Regions from separate parts of the Mus musculus genome. Here all the other regions are linked to region 1. The links are chromatin contacts, called in public ChIA-PET maps. All regions are on one chromosome and are shown on one strand. Each heading gives the region's core, a stretch centred on a gene start, on an enhancer-like site or on the middle of the called end of the contact. The rest is flanking DNA. Distances are from core to core; before and after follow the strand shown. Region 1 overlaps Ifngas1 (Ifng antisense RNA 1). Region 2 overlaps Gm32663 (a long non-coding RNA gene). Region 3 has its middle 4.2 kb from the start of Gm33481.

Region 1 (3,913 bases), core at 471-2,970:
TTTATTACTTCTTATTATGCTTTTGCCTACTTGGTACAGTTAGTTTGCCCACATGGAGAGACTCCATTTTACTTTGCCATCATTTAACACTTACCTGGTGCATTGCTCAGAGGTAAGGGTTTCCAAAGAAATAGAACCAATGTGATGGTGGTGGTGGGGATGTGTGTGTGTGTGTGTGTGTGTGTGTGTGTGTGTGTGTATGCATGGTAGCAGATTGGTTTCAAGGAACTGGGTTATGGGTTTGTGGAGGCTTGATGCATCCACAAGCTAGAAAGGAAGGCGGGTGGACTGGAGGCTTCCTAAGAGTTTCCTCTCAACCCCTTTAGCAGAAAAAGTTCTAGGAATATCTAGAAAGATACATGTACAAACAGGTACATACTGATAATATGCACTTGATTACAGAGACATTTATTTTAAAACAATTCCTGAGTGTACAAATAATTTTTATGTTCATTAAAAATGAAAGAAAAATTTGCACACTAATGAATAGATTAGTTGTATATTTTATAATAAGAAATCTTGGCTGAATACTTGATCCTGCAGGGCACAGAGGATATTCAATGTTTTTCAGAGTGGAATCATATTTAGATTTTATAGCAGTTAGTACAGAGAACACTGCTTTGTATAAATGCTAAGTACAAAATAGCAGAGGCATATCTGGGGTCCCTTCAGAAACGGTTGGAAATTCTCTCTTAATCAGAGTCAAAATTCATTTAATTGCTTTTAAAAATTGAAATTTACATAGCATTTTTAAAAATGAAACATTTGAACACAATAAATAAAACCCAATGACACTCAAATTTGATACTGATATGTTGAAGAAATTAATACTGATATATTAAAAGTCTTGTTTTCTCTAAATCATAATTTTCTTAAGTACTAAGTTTCTATGAGAACTGTATAAGTATGTATAATAAAAAATACTGGAATTTATTTTATTACCTTTGGGTAATTTGGAGACAAGGGTCTGTTTGGATTCATAAAGCTATTACCTCATACCATTATTAGGTTAAGAACCTATGTCAAGACAGCTCATAGGCCCTAGTAATAAACCTACTACTACTACTACTACTCCTACTACTAATACTACTACTACTATATTGCCAAGTGGACATAGTATTAAACTGAGTATTAATGACTTCTTATTAAACCCATAGATCAATAAGTCTTGATCAGCCCTCATCTGAAGAGCTTCTCCTTGTATACGTCGTGAGTAACACAGTGACCCACAAATGCCCAAAGCACAGATAATGGGGACTATAAAATGCTCAGCCCTAAAGGAGTTGGATAAGGGGGTTGAATATGATCGACTATGACACTGAAACTGTCAAAGAACTAATAAAAAAAACAACAAAATACACATCGGGAGGGGGCCTTTTAGCTTCGAGAAGCAGATGCTGGTAGAAAAGGAGGTAGCCCCTGTCATGGTTACACTACCCAAAATCTTTCCTGGGCAGAAGTGTTGCCACTACTGAGTCTTATAGACTAGGACCACAGTCTCCTGTTCAGCCATCCACAGGCTCTGAGTCAATCCCAGGCACCACGGTGGTGGGAGCGCTCACACCTGCATTGAGGAGGCCGCGCCATTCAAGTTTTCTCCTTCCATAGTTTCTTTGCATCTTGTTTTCATCTAGTTTGTCTGCTTGGCCGTTCATAGTTCCTTCCTTTCCCCCAAGAGAGCTCTGAAGAAACCAAAACCCCAGATACCACAGAAAGAGCAAAGCTCTTGTTGTTTATAGGCAACGCAGGCTGCTTTTCCTTCTGTGTTTGATGACAGAGCCCTCCCCACCCTCTGCGCATCCTGATTGTCTTTCTTTACTGGAAAGGCCCCCATGCTTGGGCTATTTTATGCATACGACAAGATGGCAGCAGGTATGCTCAGTGGTATCTAAATGTACATCAGTTACATTAGCTGAATCCGAGTTCACAGAACCAGAGCAGCTGGACCTGTGCAGGGTCTCCATTCCATTAACGCAGGTGGGACCAGCAATTTTGACATGATTCCCCATGAAATCTCCTTAGGAGAAACGAAACTATACAAACTCCCCTTTATTCTTCTCCCTCTGGTAAAAGGAGAACTGTAGGCAGTAGCTGTAAGAGAAGGGAAGGGAAGGTTGCCTCATTGTTGATTAGGTCAATAAAGACGGCAGAAACCAGTGGCTGGGTGAAGCATAAGGCAGGACTTCCAGGCTGGACAGGAAGAGATAGGGATGCAGGGAGTTTGGATCAGACTGTGGAGCAGAGAGCAGACATGCAACTCTTGGGGACTGATAGTTTGTGGCCTCTGCCATGAGGGGAGGTCAAGGAGGATAAGGCAGGATATTTTCACCCAGCCTTTGAGTTGTCTAGTCAGTTCCAAAATATAAAAGCCTCTAGTGGTTTCCTTTCACAGGGCTAAAGGGAGCTAGGTGAGATGGCCATTGCAGCACCTGGCAAGGAGGAATGGGCAGAGCTCTTGGGAGTACAGGCAGCAGTGGTACTCAGAGCATAGCAGGGGATCTTGGGAAAGCACTAGCTAGCCATGGTGGCTGACTAGATGGCCGGTGAGCAGCGGCTAGTCCCAGAGCCTAGCTGGAGCAAGCATGTCTTTAAAATTATGTGCAACAAGTATCTCCCTGGTCCTTTCTCATCTTCAATTGCCACTTCTCTGTTGTGTCTAATCTACTCACACCCTTCCCTTCATACACGACTCTCACGGTACCGAACTTAGAGTAACTCAAGAATGCTGGTGGGATTGGGAAGGCCCATTGTGTGTGGGTCAAAGCATAAGGATGCGTTATTGACAAACCCATCCATCCAGTCGTGGCAGGAGAATGAAAGCGGCTTCCCTTACTAGCCAATTTATCAGGTCCTTATCACGAAGATGGAAACAAGAGTGTTGGAGAGAATGAATAGAGACAGTCGATGGTGTGTGTGTGTGTGTGTGTGTGTGTGTGCGTGTGTGTGTGTGTATGTGTGTGTTTGAGTGTAGGGGAGGGTAAATGTAGTCAAAACACATTTGCACTCATATAAAACTGTCTTTATGAAACACATCGCTATTTTTAGGTCCTCAGTTAAACTGACACTTGACATGTAGAGTAAAAAACTTAGCAAGAAACAAAACCAAAACAACCCGAGCTTTCAGTCTAGAGACCAGAAATAAAGTAGACAGAAGAGTTTGATGTCAGGGCATACGGATTGGCCTCTCACACTGCTACCAGGGGCAGAGGGTTTAGGAAGCTGTTGTGTCCTCCACTCAAACTCTATCATTCTCTATGAGACATTCTAGCTTTGTAGGCTTAGCAGGCTAAGCAGCAGTGGTTCTCGGCTCTCATAAGGTGGGCTGCCTCTCTTAACCACAAGCCAGGCCAGCGAAGATCCCTTTGGAGCCTCTCATTTGATTCTTTAGTACTATCAGGGAAGGAACCACTACCAATGAGCCCGAGTCTCGGTGTGATGTGGTCCAGCTCTTCTCTCCATCCTTGCCTGCTAGGATCACTCTTCTCCATACGAGTTTGCCCATTAAATGGAAACGATGCAGGTTATAGATGAGCAAAATCAAGGCTCCAACACGTCTGAAGTTTACTGCATAAAATAAGCATAAGGGTGGCATTTGGAGCTTGAACTAGCTAGAGAATCGTCTCAGTATACATCCCAGGGTCGTCTTCTATGTCTGCATTGTCCTTTGGAATATGGAACCTGCAGGAGGCAGCTCCTTCTGCATTTCTAGGTCATTTTGAAGGCTGGGGCTTAGTCAGAGGAATCTAAAGTAGCAAGGTTTGTTTATGAGAGAGACCAGAGAAGAAAGACTGCATTTATAGTGGTTGCTCAAAAGCTAAGTTCTTAGTAATCAATTGTTGAATAATTGAACCGCAACCCACAATTAGAGTAAACTAGGTCAAATTTAAGTTTACAGCATTGACTTTGTGTAAAG
Region 2 (3,913 bases), core at 757-3,256, 480 kb before region 1:
AAAGCAGGAACTGATGCAGAGACCATGGAGGGATGTTACTTACTGGCTTGCTTCCTCTGGCTTGCTCAGCTTGCTTTCTTATAGAACCCAAGACTATCATCCTGGGGATGGCACCACCCACAATGGACGCTCCCCCCCCCCCCCTTGATCACCAACTGAGAAAATGCCTTACAGCTGGATCTCATGAAGGCATTTCCTCTTTTCTCTGTGATAATGCCAGCTTGTGTCAAGCTGACACACAAAACCAGCCAGTACAGCTATCTCCCACCTAAAAGAACACACAACAAACAGTGAGGCAGCAGTTGTTCATGTTCTTCAGGGGACCTGTCATTCTATCCATTTGGCAGTCTTGGCTAGAACATTAACACCGGGACACAACCAGGACAAGATGGCAGGGGGATGTGGTGGGCTGTGATGCTTCTAGAAAAATCTCAATCTCTCTCTCTCTCTCTCTCTCTCTCTCTCTCTCTCTCTCTCTCTCTCTCTCTCTCTCTCTCTCTCTCTCCAAAACAGACGTTCCAAGAAATGTCTTTCTGTCTCTAGATATTATACTGCCAGGATGCTAGTCAAAATTCCCTCACACCATGAGTAGCTCAGCAGCTGGCTGGCCAGTATCTCCTAGTGGATGAATCGATTGTTCCTAGGGTGCCGGGGAGACTTTCCCAACCCAATCAGGTCCGCTGCTATGCAGCTCTCTGAAAAGTAGGCAGCACATTTAGCAGAGCCAAGAGAGAAGTCTCAGATCCTTCATGACAACCGCGGGCTGCAGGATTAATCAAACCTGGAGTTTTTGGACCTCCGATTTTCTTGTTTTTAATAAACACACTTACGGTTGAAAGTGGGTGGAGTTGGTGTGTGATGAATCGGGACTTGATTTTGCTGACACAGGTATCTGTGAGTTCCCACGTAGGAGAGGGAGGGAGATCTATACTAGGACCGGATGGAACAATGGCAAATGGAAATATTCAGTTGGTGCTCAGGAAGAGAAGAGTGACCATAGAGGAGCCTGGAGTACCATCCGGGTTGGAAAAGAACTCTGTCCTGTCTCCGAGAGGAACAGGATGCTGGCAGGGCTGCTGGTGCCCTTGCCAAGGAGGCTGAAGTTCAGGGCAGTGTTCCAGGAGGAACAGGCGCCCGAACGTGGGTCAGGAAGCCAAGGCATGGGGAAGATTGCTCTGCCAGGTTTTGGGACTGCGCTGCCAGGGTCCAGCGCAAAAGTTATATATAGAGAGGCCAGTCGGAGAAAAAGGAAGCACACAGAGAGCCGATAGACTGTAGAGGACTGGACTAGGTGGTGAACAAGGGTAAGGCTCCCAGGATCCTACAAGGCAGGAGCAGAATTGGTTCAGATGAGACAGAATGCTGGTGGCTTTCCGAAACCGCCACAGATCGGGCTGAGAAATGCAGGAAACATTCTTTTTGCAAACAGTCTTGGCCCATTTTCTTGGTATTGTTATAGAACTGCTTAGTTTTCTTCCTAAACCCTTAAAAGAAGTATCGTGGGGCTGGAGAGATGGCTCAGCAGTTAAGAGCACTAACTACTCTTCCAAAGGTCCTGAGTTCAAATCCCAGCAACCACGTGGTGGCTCACAACCATCCGTAATGAGATCTGACGCCCTCTTCTGGTGCGTCTGAAGACAGCTACAGTGTACTTACATGTAATAATAAACAAATGTTAACAACAACAACAACAACAATAACAACAGAAGTATCATCCCTCCCACCACTGCCTCTGTATTGCGTTTGATATGTGATCCTCTGAAAAGGGCTCCCTCCTCCCTCATTCGAGAAAGGTTCCAAGGTTACTTGCTTATCTGCTGCCGGCAATTTGGGTCCTGTGTGGCACACCCCTTGCTTGCAGTGTGATTTCCATTAGTCATTTCCCCCCTTCTTTCTTTTCTTTGCTCATTCAGTTACCAAGTCATCTGCAGGCTGATTCTTTGGACTCTTATAATTGGATGGTCTGAGGAGGTAGCTTCAGAATAAGGAAATCTGTTGTGGTCACTGCATTCTTTGGAGACCTCAGAGCATCAATTTCTCTCTGATTCAGCCAGGAAGTCTGTCTTCCTTTGGACTGTGGTGGCTGATGTCATGAGAGATGATTTTTGTCTAGTCAGCGGGCTGAGCTCTGTGGCAGCATTAGTACCAGAACGTAGTGATGGTGTCGAATGAAAGAAGAAACCATGAAGGGTGTGGTTCCTCCTTGGCTGTGCCCCATTCCTCATTTCTAATAAGGTTCAGCTTCTTTCACCTCAATTCAGTGTGATGCTTCAGAAAGTGAGCAGAGGATACGGTTTCCTGCAATGCAGGAAGCTACATAGGGGCTGGAGAGATGGCTCAGCAGTTCAGTATTTGCCTGCTCTTGCAGAGGTCCAGCATCCACATCAGTGGGCTTACAACCTCCTGTACTTCAATTGCAGGGGATCTGACAACCTCTTCTGGCTTCTGTGGACACTTGCAGGCATCCACATAAACATACCAACACACACACACACACACACACACACACACACACACACACACACACACACACACACAGAGAGAGAGAGAGAGAGAGAGAGAGAGAGAGAGAGAGAACACCTTTTTTTAAAGTACCATTACAAAGTCATAAATTAAATATGAAGTCGGAAAACATTTGCAGTTTAGTGAACAAGGTCTCATCTTCTTTATGTATAGAACTTTCTCATAAGTTAATAGGAAAAAGGCCACAAGTCCAATGCGAAAAATGTGTAAAATAAAATAAAATCCACAGAAAAGAGGATGTCCTTGTTAAACACATTAAGAGATAGCTAGCTTTATACGGCTGTAGTTAGGAATCAAATTGCTCCAGATAGTCATTTTTACTGTTGCAGGGTAGCAGTTCTCAACCTTCCTGATGCTGTGACCCTTTAATACGGTTCCTCAGGTTGTAGTGACCCCAGCCATAAAATTATTTCTGTTGCTGTTTCATAATTGTAATTTTGCCACTTTTATGAATTGTGGTATAGATCTCATAGTGTAAATATTCTGGTGTCTAGGGTGAACCCTGTGAAAGGGTCATTTGACTCCCAAAGAGTTGGGACCCTGAAGTCGGGCACCACTGTTGCATGGTGAGAAGGAAGTCAAATGTGAACAGATATGAGGAGATTGGTGTTCTCAGACATTACCAGTGGGGTAATAAACTTGTATAACTTCACGAACAGTTATTTGGAATCAGCCTTTAAAATTGTGTATATCTTGAATACTTCACCTCATGAACGCCATTGTCAGAATTTATTCTATAGACTTATTTATCTAGAGTGATTGAAATGCTCACAGTGTTACAGTAAGAGCAGAAGATTTGAAACAATGCAAATATTTGTCAACAGGGAAGTAGTTAAGTAAATTATGGGCATCCTATACAATGAAATATGCTGTCGCCATAAAATGGCAATACTCTTTATGAATACACGTCAAAAGATTACCAAGATATTTTATTTAAAAAAAAACAGGGTAATTTTAAAAATTAGGTAACAAAATTAAAGAATGTATTTGTTTCTCTATGAAATATTCAAGCAAGATGGCCAAGAAATTGATACTCTTTAGGATGTTGGCGGAGAGGAAATTGGTGTCCGGAATTTAGGATAGGAGAGAGGAATCTAACCCCACTGAAAGAAGGCATTGCCAATTCAAATTAGTCAGCATTAAAAAAGAAAGATAGAAATGTTCTGACACATTTTGTCTGAAAGGATCCGAATTCATCCTATCTGCACGATGTCCTCTGCTTCCCTTTCTGCCTGTTTTACTGCTGTTTAGTGGCTGCGTTTCCTCTTTCTCCAGGCTGCATGTTCCCCCCAGGCCGCGGTTCCTCTTTCTCCAGGCTGCATGTTCCCCCCAGGCTGAATGTTTGACATTTCTAACCTTGTTTGCCTTCTACACCCTTCTGTAATCTTTC
Region 3 (3,913 bases), core at 878-3,377, 260 kb after region 1:
TCTGCTCGGGGCCTGTGTGTATGCTCGTCCTTCAAACGGTACAAAAGTGAAAGAGTGGAAGACCATCCATTGATCTCCCTTTCAGAAGTCTGTTATACTCTCCTGGGAATTAAAACCGCTCTCACATTTTTTAATCTAACCGCTGGTTACTACTACTAATCATTAATTATACTGTTCCTCTGTGGTTTGTCTTTTTAAATGCTAGGAAGCTTTAGTTCTTTATTCTGGGTGTAAATATGCCTGCCCTGCCCATCCTCCTCCCTCCCCTTCCCCCTCTCCCCCTCCCCTTCCCCCTCTCCCTCTCCCTCCCTCTCTTCAGAATCTCACTATATAGCCCGGAGCTGAACTTATAAACCCCCTGCCTCTGCTTCTTCCTGAGAGCTGGAATAACAGGCATGAGTCACAATGCCCAATGCTAATGGCATGCTCTTATTTTAAAAATCAATGTATTTCTGGAGAAAAGCACAACTGTTTGAGAGATTGCATGACCTCTCACTTCTCAAGTCAGCCACATTTCTCTGAACATCCTTACAGTCTACTCTGTGTAAGCCCATGCCCGGTGACTCTAGACTATGCCCTAGTTCCTGGTGTATTAGTCAGCACCATTCTGGACATGTTCTCAAGCCAATTGAGCCAGTGCTGTCCCTGTGATCTCATTAGGTCTTTCTCCTGATGGGAGTGGAGTGACCATGTCGGGCCATGCAGGAACATGTACGAGGACAGAGCACTGCTGGCACCTGTGACCATATTGCATAATGACATAATCCTTTTGCTTCTTTGCTGATGTTTATGTTCAATATATTGCAATTAACTTTGGGGGACCTTTCTCGTAACTTCTTAATGTTTTTGAACTTCTCTGTAGATGTCATTTTCCCCCCTTCATCTTAAAGCTTATTTATACTCAAAAGACCTTATGGTTGAGAAAGTGAATTCTGATAGCACCGGGTCTGTTTGTTCTTTAGTATTTTGATACCTTGAGTTATAGAAGTAAGAGGTTGAGATGTGCAGAAGTGGCTCAGATGTTTAAAGCTCTGGCTGCTCTTCCAGAGGATCCAGAATCCTCAGATTCCAGAGTCACAGAGCTCAAAGACCAGCACACCTGATTACTCGCTGCTAGTATAGCCCTCAGAAGCAAACATTAGGATGTAAAGAGGGTACTCTGTTACAGGACCAGACTAGGAAGACCAAAGCTCATCTCCAAAATGTAGACAGCGCCCACACAAGCCTGTATTTTAGAGTCTTACATTTAAGAAGTCTTGTTCTTTTGGAAAACACTTAGCTCTCATCGGCCATGGTCATAACGTCTGTGGCTGTAGGGGGCATCAGACAGGGCAATCACGAACATTCATTAACGTTAACTCATTAACGCTCAATTATTAAGCCAGTAGATTCAGATACATGGTGCTGTCCCAGAGGGACAACTGTGACTCATGGTACCAGCAGAAAATTGATGCCTTAAAAATGGGCCAATCCTATGGCCTCTGCCCTTTGGCTAGTGATGTCTTCATCCACAGTTGAGACAAATATGTTCTTCATTATCAAGTCAGCTTCTCAGATGGTTGCAGAGGTCAAGTGGCAGCTCCAACCCCATCTGATGTACAGTGAGGAGAACTGAGTCTGACCCCAGAGCTAACTTGGAATATTTCACCTGCACCTCAGAATAGCTACATGGGATTTAAATCAGAAATGAAGGCTACCCTATCCACCTCAGAGAGTTTTGTAAATGCTAAACAGTGTGTATGAAAGACGTTAGTAAACTACGAATAAACCCTGGTGGTAGATTGCTTGCCAGGCACACACCAAGTCATGGGAAAGACACTGGCACATAGTAGGCCCTCAAAGGGTGTGTCTTTCACAATTCAAACCCTCCCCAAGAAAACCAAAAAGGCTAAGTAAACTCACCCAGGCCTGTATTACTTTCAGTCCTCAGAGAATAGAACAAATAGTCACTTAAGAAACAAGCTCTCTGCCTGGGGAGACGGCTCAGTGGGCCAGCGGACTTGCTGCTCCAGGCGGCCATGGTAAACACTTCCTTCCTGAAGTTACTTCTGTTAGATGTCTTGTCACAACAACGAGAAAAGCAACCGAAACCTTCCTTCAGAAGCCTCTCTGACCGTGGCTTATGTTTGGTTCCTGATTTTTAGCTCTTCCCCTGGTTATGAATCACAAGGGTTGGGACTGGACATCCTCTATCCAAGAGAAAGCCCTCAAAGATCGATGATCCAGAATGAGAAGGAACATGACTCCATAGTGCTGCTGATGAGGTATTGGTGTTCACACTTCCTCTTCTGGAAACCAGATGTTTACATCTTCTGGTGGGTTGTTAAAACTACCTCATCCCAAATAAAAATAAAATAAAGCGGCTACAGAAAATGTTATATACTGAGAACAACGAAATTAGCTAATGGGGGTATCAGACAATCTTTTTTCCTGATGGTGTGGGAAGTAACAACAAGGGACTTGGCCAAGAGTTTCTCACTCCCTACCTACGGAAGACATCTGCATGTTTCTCCATCGTTATCTGCGTGCTTCTGAAAAGGGTTTGTACTGGTGTTCATCTCTAATGTCCTCTCCTAGACTCACCCCTCTACATTTGAAGGAGCATATTAAAGAGATAAAATACTTTATTTTTAAGACCTATGTTTTTTTTTTAAATATGAGCATTTACTCAGTTCTCGTATTCTAAGTGACAGAGAGTGTCAGAAACAGAATTAAACTGGCTTTCAGGACGATGGGTTACCAACTGACTGTGTTTGTGAAGTCATCAAGAGATTTACCCATGTTTGGTAACCATGAAAGTTGTTACCGTGTTTGGTAACCATGAAAGTTTTATCTGTGTTTGATAACCACAAAAGGTCATGGCTAGTGACCATGAAAGTCTTTATCCACGGGTAGTTTTCACACTAGATGAACTGAGTGTTTCCTGTTTGTTTAGAAAGGAAGGGAGCAAGGGTCCCCTCTGTCTACATTGGGACATCACGCCTTGGCTGGGACAGACAGAGTTTACTTCCTGAAGACTCATGCATGCTTAACCTGTTAGAACCTGAACCTTCAACTGATGGACTTGTCTAGAACTGGTCTGAAAAACAAACCAAACAACAACAACAAGAACCAAGGAAAATTCAATTGAGTACCCTCCTAGTCCTTCCTAACCCACCAAAGTCTACTGTGTTCACTGTCTACGTGCAGAAATGGCTGTCTGTGATTTCTGTGTTCACGCAATCAAAGTCCTCATCACAGAGTTTGATGAGCTGCTTTCATGCAAACCCTTCTCACAGAATGTTAGAATTATTTGTTTATTATACTGAAGGCTTTATGTGTGTGAGCATACGCTTGCAGCAGGGTTACGCTACCATCTTATTAACTATTTAGGGTTTTTTTTCCAACATCAGTGTTTTTTGTACTTAAGAAAGGTCTTATTTTAAAACTATGGTTTTCATTAAAGTTACCATTTATCTTATTCTGTATTTATTTTATTTTGCAACAAATTGTGAAATGAAATACATGAATAGAATTCCTCTATTCTTACCATAGGAAGATAAATTCACATTGGAAAGATAAATGTCACATTTTAATGAGAGCCAGCTTACGGTTTGGCTCGGGGGAGGTGATCCTAAAGAGGGAATAAACAGGTGTACATTTTGACATTTCTCATTCTTAGCCATAGCATAAGCTTCCCCATTATTTCTTAATATTGGAGATACTTCCCAGGAGATCCCATCATGAAGATGAACTAAGTACCTTTGGGAGTTCGTGGGCCCTCATAAAGAATATCCAGAGGAAAACTTACTAACACAAGAAAAACTTACAGTTGAAATGAAAACGGAATGGACGAGAATTGGAATGTGGCCAGCTCCGTAAAGCGAATATGAAAGGGGCCACCCAAGCATGGCGTGTGACATAGGAAAGCCGG

What was found. ChIA-PET counts read pairs in DNA pulled down with a chosen protein or histone mark.
Region 2: an RNA polymerase II ChIA-PET map of memory CD8 T cells shows a contact between it and region 1, with 12 read pairs. The contact joins two enhancer-like sites. A contact is called at or near these places in 1 of 484 Hi-C or Micro-C datasets (LSK cells), 1 of 115 datasets of contacts at active chromatin or transcription factors (memory CD8 T cells) and 1 of 9 other capture datasets (embryonic stem cells).
Region 3: an RNA polymerase II ChIA-PET map of memory CD8 T cells shows a contact between it and region 1, with 38 read pairs. The contact joins two enhancer-like sites. A contact is called at or near these places in 1 of 115 datasets of contacts at active chromatin or transcription factors (memory CD8 T cells) and 1 of 9 other capture datasets (embryonic stem cells).

Annotation. Positions count from the first base shown.
Region 1 is chr10:118,532,576-118,536,488 of GRCm38.p6, forward strand. The region is part of intron 1 of Ifngas1 (Ifng antisense RNA 1); the gene reads right to left. Among named protein-coding and RNA genes, the nearest start is that of Ifngas1, 22 kb to the right of the region's middle. Within about 2 kb of position 1,721, at least 4 of the 459 cell types and tissues checked have an H3K27ac peak or open chromatin away from gene starts, as enhancers often do. A contact at or near this core is called in memory CD8 T cells, where this site is marked.
Region 2 is chr10:118,048,400-118,052,312 of GRCm38.p6, forward strand. The region is part of intron 1 of Gm32663 (a long non-coding RNA gene); the gene reads left to right. Among named protein-coding and RNA genes, the nearest start is that of Gm32663, 37 kb to the left of the region's middle. Within about 2 kb of position 2,007, at least 96 of the 459 cell types and tissues checked have an H3K27ac peak or open chromatin away from gene starts, as enhancers often do. A contact at or near this core is called in memory CD8 T cells, where this site is marked.
Region 3 is chr10:118,794,619-118,798,531 of GRCm38.p6, forward strand. No RefSeq gene overlaps it. Among named protein-coding and RNA genes, the nearest start is that of Gm33481, 4.2 kb to the left of the region's middle. Within about 2 kb of position 2,128, at least 82 of the 459 cell types and tissues checked have an H3K27ac peak or open chromatin away from gene starts, as enhancers often do. A contact at or near this core is called in memory CD8 T cells, where this site is marked.